3 separate regions of the Mus musculus genome follow, and regions 1 and 2 are each linked to region 3. Evidence: chromatin contacts called from public Micro-C and promoter capture Hi-C data. All regions are on one chromosome and are shown on one strand. Each heading gives the region's core, a stretch centred on a gene start, on an enhancer-like site or on the middle of the called end of the contact. The rest is flanking DNA. Distances are from core to core; before and after follow the strand shown. Region 1 holds the start of Bahd1 (bromo adjacent homology domain containing 1). Region 2 holds the start of Meis2 (Meis homeobox 2). Region 3 holds the start of Pax6 (paired box 6).

Region 1 (3,551 bases), core at 74-2,573, about 13 Mb before region 3:
CATTCGCCACCGGCCAGGGCACTCGGTGCGCACACCCCTCAACCCTGCCCCTCCGCCTTGGCTAAGTCGACCCCACTCTTCCCGGAGCCGCGAGGATATCTGCGGCTACAGACCAGAGCCAGTGCCGCAGCTCCTCCCGGTGGACGCCCCGGCCCCCGCAGTCCCCAGGGCAGAGTCCGGCCCCGTGCCCGCCCCTTGGGGTGGGTGCCCCGGACTCGCTCCCCTCCCCGATACCACTACCTGCGCCCGCTCGGGCGCCGCCTTTGTCCGGCTCTTCACCGCCGAGCGGGCCCCTTGGGCCCGACCTGACCCGGTCCACGGCCCCAGAGGAGAGGCGGCGGGACTGGCAGGGCACAACCAGGCCAGGCCTGGAGCACCGGGTCCCGCTGTCACTTGGAGGCGGTCTGACAACTTCGATTCCCCCCGCCCCACCTCGGACTCGGCCGCCGCCCCGCACGGTCCCCACAGGGCCTCCCGCGGCCCACACTCGCTGTTCGAACCGGTCCCCTTCCGTCTTCGGCGCCTCCCTTCCTTCAGCCCGACCCGATCGAGTCCACACTACCCCTCGCCCTGACGCGGCCCCCATCCCCATCCCCCCTCCGGCAATTGCCGGTCAGCTCCCAACCCGGGAGGGCGCCCCCCACCCCGAGAGGGCGCTCCCGCGGCGACGCCCCCAGCCGCGGCCCCTAGCCTCCGGGACCACGATGGGGGAGGGGGCTTGGCGGGGGCCTTGCCGCCCGCGCACTCGGAGGCGAGCCGGCTCCGCCGCGGCGAGGAAGCACCCCGCGTCCTCCCGCCCTCCGTAGCCCGGGACGCCCGCGCCGCCGCCGCCCGGCCAAGCTGCCACCCTGCGGCCGCCACCCACCCCGCCCCCGGCCTGCGAGGCGGGCGCCCCCCGGGGGCTGTCACCTCGAGGCGCGCAATGCTCCCCGATGGCGGGACCGCAGCGCCGGACCCGGGGGAGGGAGGCGGCGCGCGCGGGCGGGCAAGCAGCCGCACCTGCTTCTTGTCGTCCGTCCGTCCCTTCCCGGGGCTGGCGGGGGCGGCGGCGCGGCGCGCTCGGCGGGGCGCGCTGACGGGCGGCCGGTCCTCTCCCTTTTGCTAGTCCGCCTACCTAGCTCGCTCGCTCTCGCTCGTTCGCCCTCCCCTACCCCCTCCTGGATCCCGGCTCCTAGCTCACCGGGACGAGAGGCGCGGACGGCGCGGCTTCGGGCGCCCGCAGGCCCTGGCCGGGCTGGAATCCGGCGGCTGGAACCCCCCGGGGGCGCTCAATTCCCGGGCTCCACGCTGCTGCGTCAGCGCCTCCTCCTGGGGGCCGGGGCCGGGCAGGCGGAGCGGGGGCCGCGGTCGGGCGGGGCCGTCGGGGGGGGCGGGCGCGCCTGGCCGGGGCGGGCGGACGGCTAGGGCCGGACGGGCGGGGCAGGCGGCCGGACGGGCGAGCAGCGGGGGCCGGGCTCCGGGATCCGCTACGCCGCTCGCGGTTCCCCCACAAACTCCCCGAGAGCGGAGCCTCCGCCGCCCTCCTTCCTGCTTCCTCGTCCTCAGCCAATCAGCGGCGCGCCCCTCGGCAAGCTCCGCCAATCAGCCGCCCCGCCCTGCGCTGGCCCCGCCAGCCAATCCGGCCCTCGGCTCCCCCTCCCGGTCTCCAACCAATCAGAATCGTGGGTCGGTCGTCCCGACGCAGGGGGCAGCACGAGGCGGCCGGGGGAGGCGGTGCGGGGAGTGGTGGGGCCTGGGGGGAGGGGTACGGTGCCAAGGGTGGTGGCGGGGGATGATTTTCTTTGCCGGCTTCTTGTATTTTCTCCTGGTCTTTGGAGCCTGAGCCAGTATCCCATGGTGACCTGACCCTGAAGCCCCAGCACCTCACTGCAGACCCCCACCCTGAAAAATCTTAGCGCGCCCCCTCCCTGACCATCACCCTTCTACATCCCTCTTTCCTCGTAACCTCTCCAGCACCGGCTACAGTAAACTGAGGGTCGAGGGGGCACCTCACCCTCAGGCTGCTGCCCCCATGGCAAAGCTTCGGGAAGACCAACCGAAAAATTCAAGCAAGAACAACACCCCCTTTCCTCCTGAAAGGGCCCCAGACTCGCGCGAAAGGGCCCCGACTCCTGAGAAGCCCCTCCCGCCCTTGCCTCATCTTTCCGACTTCCCTGCTTGCCACGTCTCCTTTCCTTCCTAGCAAGGTCGGTCCTGGCTCGGTAACCCCTCACCCGCATCTCTTTTTCCTCTTTCTGTCCTTCACCTAACGCCCCCCACCCCAGTTCCCAATTCGCCCTCTTTCAGAAGCCAAGTGTGGAACCCTCATCCATTTCCAGCTGACAGCAGAGTCTGGTCTGTGAGTCCTTGACACCCACACACCCTCTTCCACCACCGCGGGGAACATCAGAGCTCTCCGGTGGAGAGGGAAAGGGGCGGGCAGCCCAACAGGCGCGGCTGGACACACTCCTTCGCGTCCCCAAGCTAGTGTAGAACCAGTGCAGACACTTACCTAGCTTCCCCATAGTCGCCTTATGCTGTGGCTCCGTCTCTCACACCCACAGACGTGCTTTTCCAAGCCTGAGCACGCTCTCGGGGTCAGCTGGGTGGGTGGGCACAGCAGGCTGAGGTCATATGAAGGGGTGGGAAGTCCCTGGGAGGTGCGGGAAGGGGCTGTGTCCTGGACACCTTGTAGCGCCAGAGCCAGCCCAGGACTTCACTTCAAGGAGCTGTAATGTGCACACAGTAGGTTCTTGAGAAATACCGAGTCCACCCCTGAACAAAGCCTCATTTCCAATTCAGGCGGGGGAGGGGCGCTTTGGGAGGTAAAGGAGCAGGAGCAAAAAAGGGTAGTGTCAAGTCACCCGAGCCTGGGAGCAGCCGGGGAGGGGCTGGGCCCTGGAACGCCTAGGGCAGAGAAGCGCCCAGAGTGCTGAGGAAGCCTGGTTAGTAAGCAGGAAAAATCGAGCCTCGGAGAGTGGCTTAGGGGCTCCTCCTGCGCTCTATACAGTTCCCCACCTTTCCTAGACCGTGCTACTGACGTGCACTGACCCGGGCAGCTTTTAAGGTAACTAGGGCTGCCAGCCTCTGTGGCTGGGCAATAGCCTGAGAGAGAGAGAGAGAGAGAGAGAGAGAGAGAGAGAGAGAGAGAGAGAGAGAGAGAGAGAGAGAGAGAGAGAAGAGGAGAGGAGAGAGGAGAGAGAGAGAGAGAGAATTCATTTACCTCCAGAACTGCCCCCGGGGTCTCCCAAGCTGCCTACCTAGTCTACAGGACACGGTTTACCAAGGCCGTACTAAAATCGTGGTGCGCCAACTTCTCAAAGGGCCAAAGTCTCTTAGTACCTCTGTCCTCCTACTTCCCATCCTTAGGGAAGGCAAAATCCCAAACCTCGGAAAGTAGGGCACTGAAGGACTTCTCCCTTCACTGAGCCTCCCAAGGCAAAGGTGCTCTGCAGTGCTCCCCAACACTTACAGGCCAACTGTACTTTCCATCTCACAAAATTAGCCCCTCTCCTCAGCCAAGTCCATTATCGTGTCTCATGGTAGACCCCGGTCCTCAGATTGGAAGTAGA
Region 2 (3,117 bases), core at 331-2,830, about 10 Mb before region 3:
TCCTGCTTTCTCCCTCCAGATTGAGCCCAGGACCCCTAGACTCTCAATGGTGGTCTACACTGTCTGCAGCGCACCGAGGGACTATGCTCCGAGTTCAGCTGCTCATATCTTGTACTAGACAAAAATGAATATTGACAAAAAGGGCTCTGCATCTGCACGAGAAAGAAAGTACCACTTAACAACAACAACAACAACAACAACAACAAAAATCCTAGCCTGGCGGTGGTGCAGTTGGCGGAGCTTGCTGCTCTAGGTTGTAGTGGCAGAGTTCGGGACCTAGTAATCCGCCGGCAGAGGAAGGGGGCCGCGGAATTAAAACGAACAAAAGCTAGAGCGCCATGCCAAACATCCCCAACGCGACCCAGTTAGGCAGGAGCCAAGAGGAGTGGTGGGGAAATAAACGAGAAGTAAGTTGAAAATAAAAAGATCTGAGTCTGTACCGTACTTTCCCTGTGGCTTTCTGCAGTTTTCCTGTCTGCGCTCTCCCTGTCCTCTTCCACCTCTCTTCCTTCCCCCTCCAATCACGCGTGTTCTCTCTCTCTCTCTCTCTCTCTCTCTCTCTCTCTCTCTCTCTCTCTCTCTCTCTCTCTCCCTCTCTCTCCCTCTCCTGTCGCTCTCCCTCCTTCCCTCCCTTCCCCCTTTCCCCCTCCCTCATCCCCCCTCCCTCCCCTCTTCCTCTCCCTCCCGCGTCGTCCCCCTGGAGAAGCAGGCTTGCTGATTTGCTCCGGTCCTCTCCGCTCCAGCCTCCCCTTCCCCAGCCCCCCCCCCCCCCCCCGGGGCCGTCCGACCGCACTCGCTGCATATCAGAGGCTCCGCGCTGCGCGCTCCTCCTCGCTCCAGCTCCCCACTCTCGGGATGTGTCTCCGCCGTAGGACGGGCTATGGCCACCACGACTTCCGGGTTCCGTCATTTCGTTCTCCCGCCGCCGACCCGCGCCGCCAAACTGAGGCTCTACTATAAGCCCGGCTGCAGCCAACCTGCCAACACCTACTGACACTCACTCATCTCCCAGAGAGAGAAAGAGAGCGCGAGAGAGCGAGCGCGAGTGAGAGCGAGCGAGAAAGAGAGAGAGGGAAAGACAAAATACCTACCAGAGAGGGGGGGAGGAAGTCCAATTTTTGCAAACTATTCATTTTTTTCTTGGTTTTCTCCTTGCTTTCTTTGAACAATACTTTAAAAAGAGAGGATCATATTAGAGCTATTTTGGGGGCAAAGCTAAAAGAGGGGGGAGGGGGGAGGAAGAATTCAAGAAGCAGAAACCCCTCGCGGAGTTTTACTGGAAGAAAAAAAAAACGGGTCTGAAAGATTGCTCCTCTTCATCATCATCAACCATCATTCATTCACTACCTTGACATTCCGGGCTTTGATTGACAGCTGGAGTGGCAAAAAGCCATGAAACTCGACAGTTCGGTTACATGTGGGCTGCTGACTGGCCGCTCGTAACCTTCAGTTCGGGGGCTTGACAATTTTTTTTCTTTTTCTTTTCTTTCTTTTCTTTTTTTTTTTCAACTAAGAGGAAAAGAAGAGAAAGAGGAGTAAAGGAGGACCGAAGAGGAGGAGGAGGGGAGGGGGAGGAGGGGGAGGAGGAGGAAGATCAGGAGGAGGAGGAAGAAGAGGAAAAAAGAGAAAAAGAAGAAATATCACTGAAAAAAATTCTTCGTTTTCTTGACTGGGCTTTCCCCACCCCCCAAAAAATAACATTGGAAAATTGGGAGAAGTCTCCTTGGTTTGGAAAAAAAGGACTCTTCAACCTAGCTCACTTTCTTATCCGGACTGGGATATTAAATATACGACACATCCAGGAGTTTATTGGAGCGCAGACTGATGGCGCAAAGGGTAGGTTTAAATCTCCAACACTTACCTAGATATAAATCCTCTCCTACAGGGCCCTGCCCCATGCCTTCTCTCCCTTTGAGCTGGCTGCTGCTGGTTGCTTGATGATGATGGCGGCCAGTATTTTAAAAAATAGTAACAAAATTATTCACCGGCTTCTTTCCCCCCTGTGCCTCTGCGTGTGTGAGAGTGTGTGTGCGTGCGTGTGTGCGTGTCTGGCCGCGCGTGTCCCAGCGCTGAGCGAGCGGGCGGGCGGCGAGAGCGTGTGAGTGGTGTGTGTGTGTGTGTGTGTGTGTGTGTGTGTGTGTGTGTGTGTGTGTGTGTGTGTGTACTTGTGTGCAATTGTTACACGCTTTCGCCTCGCTCCAGCTTTTACCCCGGCAGCGTGATTCCCCGGGTTCTCTGCGGGCGGCGAGAGCGTGTGAGTGGTGTGTGTGTGTGTGTGTGTGTGTGTGTGTGTGTGTGTGTGTACTTGTGTGCAATTGTTACACGCTTTCGCCTCGCTCCAGCTTTTACCCCGGCAGCGTGATTCCCCGGGTTCTCCTGCCGCCGCCGCTGCGCCTCTTTCGCCGCTACTCGCGCGGCTCCGGGCGGGCGCGGGCTGCGTAGGAGCCGCCGGCGTGGGGCCGCGCTGCCTAGACTAGCCCCGGCTGCTTGTTTTGTCTCTGAAATTGACAAGGACGCAGGGAATCCGCTGCTAAATAATGTTTCTGGTAACTTTCACGTTATTCCTCCCCACCCTCAGCTCCTAGCCCCCGGGGAGGCACCGACCCTAGTCTTCCCTTGTCCTTGCCGTTCTCGGCCTGATTATTAGCGTTTTTCTTCTCTTTATTTTGTTTCATTTCGCCCTTTGATTTATTGGATCTCCTGGAGGAGGCGAAGGGGGGTAAGGGGTGGGATCCGGGGCTTCCTTCTCTTGCTAACTCCACTTCTCCCTGGGTTGGCTCGCTGGGGTTCTGCAGCCTCCAGCGGGAGCGGGGCCTCCCTGTGCCCCCCCACCCCCCACCCGGCGTCCCCGGCCTCTCCGCCTGATCTGCCTTCCCTGAATGCTGCTCTCGGCTCAGACTTTAATTTTAAAATTTACGACATCCTCTCCCAACTTTCAAATCTGTTTTTTCTCCTGGTTTGGTTTGTAGTGTGTTTAACTTGTGTCCGGTACTTTTCTTTTTTTCTGACTTTGTTTTTATTCTCTCTCTCTCTCTCTCTCTCTCTCTCTCTCTCTCTCTCTCTCTCATCCGTCTTTACACCCCCTATCTCTATTCCATCCCCACTCCTCTGTACCCT
Region 3 (3,528 bases), core at 662-3,161:
CCGCATTCCAGAGCTGAAGTGTTCAGAGAAGCTTGGGTTCTCTCTTCCAGATGCCCTTCCTGGAAATTAGCAATTAGGGCGACAAAGTTTACCCTCCAGGGCCAAATGATTACAACTCATCAATTGCCTTCAAACATATGCAAAGATCCCCAGCAGCCCTGCTCCCGGTTAGCGGCAACCTCCTCCCCGTCAGCGGCAACAACTAACTATTCGTGCTCTTGGGTAAACCTGCTAGGCTTTCAAGGATTTTAGCTTGTCAGTTGTTTTTCTGATCCTATCTCCTCAGCCCTTCCCAAGTTCGAGTTTAACATCCAAAATGGCGAGAGAGAGAGAGAGAGAGAGAGAGAGAGAGAGAGAGAGCATTCACTTTGTTTTTAAACTTTTCAGAAAGCTCATTAATGAAAGGCCAGGTTTTTTAGCACTCGAAAAAGAAAGCATTTCCACTTGAAATTCAACTCCATTTCCCTCAATTACACTTGCTAAAATTCGAGGCTATTATGGCTCAGGGAGACTGAGGAGATCTGCCCCGGGAAAGAGGCAACAACTTTCTGAACTTTGAAAAGCCACTTTTCCTCCTGGGGTCTTAGAATCCAAAAGCTCTCGAATTACTCAGACTAATTAGCAGGGAGAGGACGCGATCCGAGGAGAGGGAAAGCCAGTGCTTTCTTGTAGTTTTTTTTTTCCCCCTTTAGGCCACACAAAGAAAAATATCAGTACACTCGAAAAGGGGGAGCAAACCGCCTTTCCAGCTCGAAACTTGTTGAAATGGCAACACGGGGTACAGCTTGGTCAATGGAGACACGGGAAAATACCCACCAAGAGCTGGAGGTGGGAGTCCACAGGACAGGGAACACACCAACTTTCGCAAGATAGAGTTGTGGGAAGCCGGGAGAGCTAGGGCGTTTGTTTCCAAATCTGAGCTCAGCGCTCGGCTGAGGCTGGAGGCGAGGGCCCTGGGGGGTGGATGGAAGCTGGCAGTCCTTGCGATCGGCTCGGAGCTCCCTCGCAGAGCGCATCCGACCGCCTCGGCCTAGTGGCTTCTTTCACCGCCCGCTCTCGCTCTGGGTCCCTCGTGGCCTCCGGCGCACGGCCGTGGTGCCCATCCAGACGGCTCCGGCTGGCGGAGGGCGCGATGACCCTTTGGTGCTCGAGTGCTGCGGGCAGTTCTGTGCCGGGAGAATCTTGCACAAAGCCGGAGCGCGGGCTGGCGGGAGGCGGCGCGGAGAGTCGGCTGGTTGGGCGCTCTTTGCGCGCTGGCTCGGCCCGGGCTGGACAAAAGCATCGCCGGCGGCTGCTCTCCGCGGCCTGGGGCACGGAGGAGCCTCTACGTCCCTTTGCGCTGACCGCGAGCTTTTGGAGGCGCTGAAGCTGAGAGCTGCGGTTTGCGGGGGCGCCCTGCAGCCTAGCTGCTCTCCGAGAGCTCCAGCCGCACTTGCGCTGGTGCAGAGCCAGCCGCCTGCCTGAAGATCCGCGCTGTTGTGGCTCGCGCGGACCGTCGCCCTCCGACGCGGGCTTTCGCTGGAAGTAGAAAGTTTGGGCTCCTGCGTGGAAACTTCTCAGGCCCAACTCTCCCGGCGTAGCAGTGGGGGAGGGGACCGGCGAGAGGGGAGGAAAGAAGAGAGGGAGAGACCTGCCAGGATATTGAAATATAAAGAAATTGAGAAGAAAGAAGCGGGACTCACCTTTAAGAGGCATCCTCTCTTTCGTCGTTGTCAAGGCTCCTGTCAAGAGTTTTGAGGGCTTTTTTTTTTTTTTTTTTTTTTTTTTTGGTTTTTGTTGTTTGGGTCCCCCCCCCCTGTTGTTGCTTAAAGACCACAACGGTTTGAAATGACGGTATTTTAAAGGAGTTGCTCGTGAGAGTTTTCTCCACGGACGCTGCTGGGTTGGTGTGTGAGAGCAATTCTCAGATCCCTGGGAAGAAGACAGAGATTGACAATAAAATGGGCTGTCAGCGGCTGGAGAGTGAGAGATAAAGAGTGTGGGGAAGTGGCTGCAGCCAGCACACCTATGCTGATTGGTGATGGCTCAAGTGTGTTAATGTGTGTGTGCCGGCGCCCGGCCTCGCCTCCACCGCTCCTCACTGGCCCATTAGCGAAGCCTGACCTCTGTCATCATCCTCCAGCAAAACACTTCCTCCTGCGCCTGAACCAGAGCGGGAAATGAGGCCGAGCCACGGTTCGCTTTTCAAACCCACTAATCACTCCGCAACATGCAAATGCACCGCTCGCTCCCACACAAAATATTGCTTTATGCAAAGCAGCGCCGGGGCCTCGCGCCAGCCGATTGGATGCTCCCTCTCCCTGCCTGGTGCAATTGGTCGGTTTGTTTGAATATGAATACACTTGTTTTCGGCTCTGCCGGTGGGTCCCGGCTTCTCTCTCCGGCGCTGGGCCCCCCGCTCCTAGGCTCTGGCGCTCGCCGAGGTCTCCCGCTCCATGCGCTTCGGCGGCCAGCGCTGCGGCCGCGAACTTGATCAGTCTAATGGAGGCCTCTGAGCTGGAAGCATGCTGCCCCCGTAACCCCAAGCTGGGCCAGGGGTTCTCAGTCCGTGGAGGTAGCAAGTTTCACCATCTCTACGAGGTCCTTTCTTGTACAGTGGCCTGCCGCTCCGCCCCATTTCACCCTAACTTCCCACCCCTTGTCCACCTCGGCCTTGGCCCCAGGACACAAAGTACAGCGGTGGCGGCTCTCTAGCCCACCTGACTTTTAGGAACAAGAGAAAAGAGGCGGGAGTGTCCCTGGATCCCAGCAGCCCCCACTCCGGCGATGGTGGCACAACTATGCCTAGGCCCGAAGAGGGCCTCCAGGCCGAGAACTCAGCGAGGCCCGGCGGTCACCCCAGCTCAGGCCTCCCGAGCCTGCCCATTTTCCCCCCACCCCACTCCCGCACCGCTGGCATTTTCTTCTCTTTCTGCTTTCCGAAGCCGCCGTGCTCAGCGGAGCGGACGCACTGCCCCAGCCTGGAGAGGCTCGAGTAAACACGCCACTTACTTTGTGTACAGAGGATTCTTGTGAAAAGCTCTGAAGAGTCCTCACCAAACACTCTCCAACTTCTCCCACGTGCCATTTGTTGACTAAGTGCGGCTGCTTTTCCAAGCCATCGAAAGGAGGGGAAGACAAGAGGGGAGGGGAAGTAGTGGAAGCCTGAGGGTGGGGGTGGGGTTTGACCAATGCTGGGAGAGATTCTGCAAGTGTGTGTCCTCGCCGGCTTTCTTGGTGTGTCAACGTGTGTCGTTGTGAGGAACCGGTTATCTGTGTGTGGTGCTTATGTATCCCCGCCAAGACTCCCTTCTCTTGGGTCAGCTCAGTCCACGGAGGCAATTCCCCTTCAACTGTTGCCAGAAAAACGGCGAGGACAGTAAGTAAATGGCTTTTCCCTCCTGACCACACACCAGAAGTCCATTTGTTGAATGCCGGACATTAGGATACACCTCAGTACACTCCAAAGACGTCCCTTGGAGTCTGCAGTTTAGGTGACAGGGGAGCAGGCAGCCGCCTTGTCCTGAGCTGTCCGGAGCTATCTCGCAG

The links. Promoter capture Hi-C pulls out the DNA fragments that hold promoters and counts their contacts. A called contact is a pair of places that touch in the nucleus more often than the background predicts.
Region 1: a contact with region 3 is called in a promoter capture Hi-C map of embryonic stem cells. The contact joins the promoter of Bahd1 here to the promoter of Pax6 in region 3. A contact is called at or near these places in 1 of 39 promoter capture datasets (embryonic stem cells) and 1 of 484 Hi-C or Micro-C datasets (embryonic stem cells).
Region 2: a Micro-C map of embryonic stem cells shows a contact between it and region 3, with 17 times the contacts expected there. The contact joins the promoter of Meis2 here to the promoter of Pax6 in region 3. A contact is called at or near these places in 3 of 39 promoter capture datasets (all in embryonic stem cells), 6 of 484 Hi-C or Micro-C datasets (all in embryonic stem cells) and 1 of 115 datasets of contacts at active chromatin or transcription factors (embryonic stem cells).

The regions. Positions count from the first base shown.
Region 1 is chr2:118,899,387-118,902,937 of GRCm38.p6, reverse strand. It overlaps Bahd1 (bromo adjacent homology domain containing 1), which reads right to left and starts at 1,323. Exons shown (of 7, transcript NM_001045523.1): 1 at 1,181-1,323. It overlaps Gm32957 (a long non-coding RNA gene), which reads left to right and starts at 1,758. Exons shown (of 4, transcript XR_003954052.1): 1 at 1,758-2,186.
Region 2 is chr2:116,063,521-116,066,637 of GRCm38.p6, reverse strand. It overlaps Meis2 (Meis homeobox 2), which reads left to right and starts at 1,580. Exons shown (of 12, transcript NM_001159568.1): 1 at 1,580-1,836. The coding sequence starts at 1,825.
Region 3 is chr2:105,674,127-105,677,654 of GRCm38.p6, reverse strand. It overlaps Pax6 (paired box 6), which reads right to left and starts at 1,911. Exons shown (of 12, transcript NM_001310144.1): 1 at 1,683-1,911. RefSeq lists a cis regulatory region at 2,297-2,431 and a promoter at 1,850-2,431.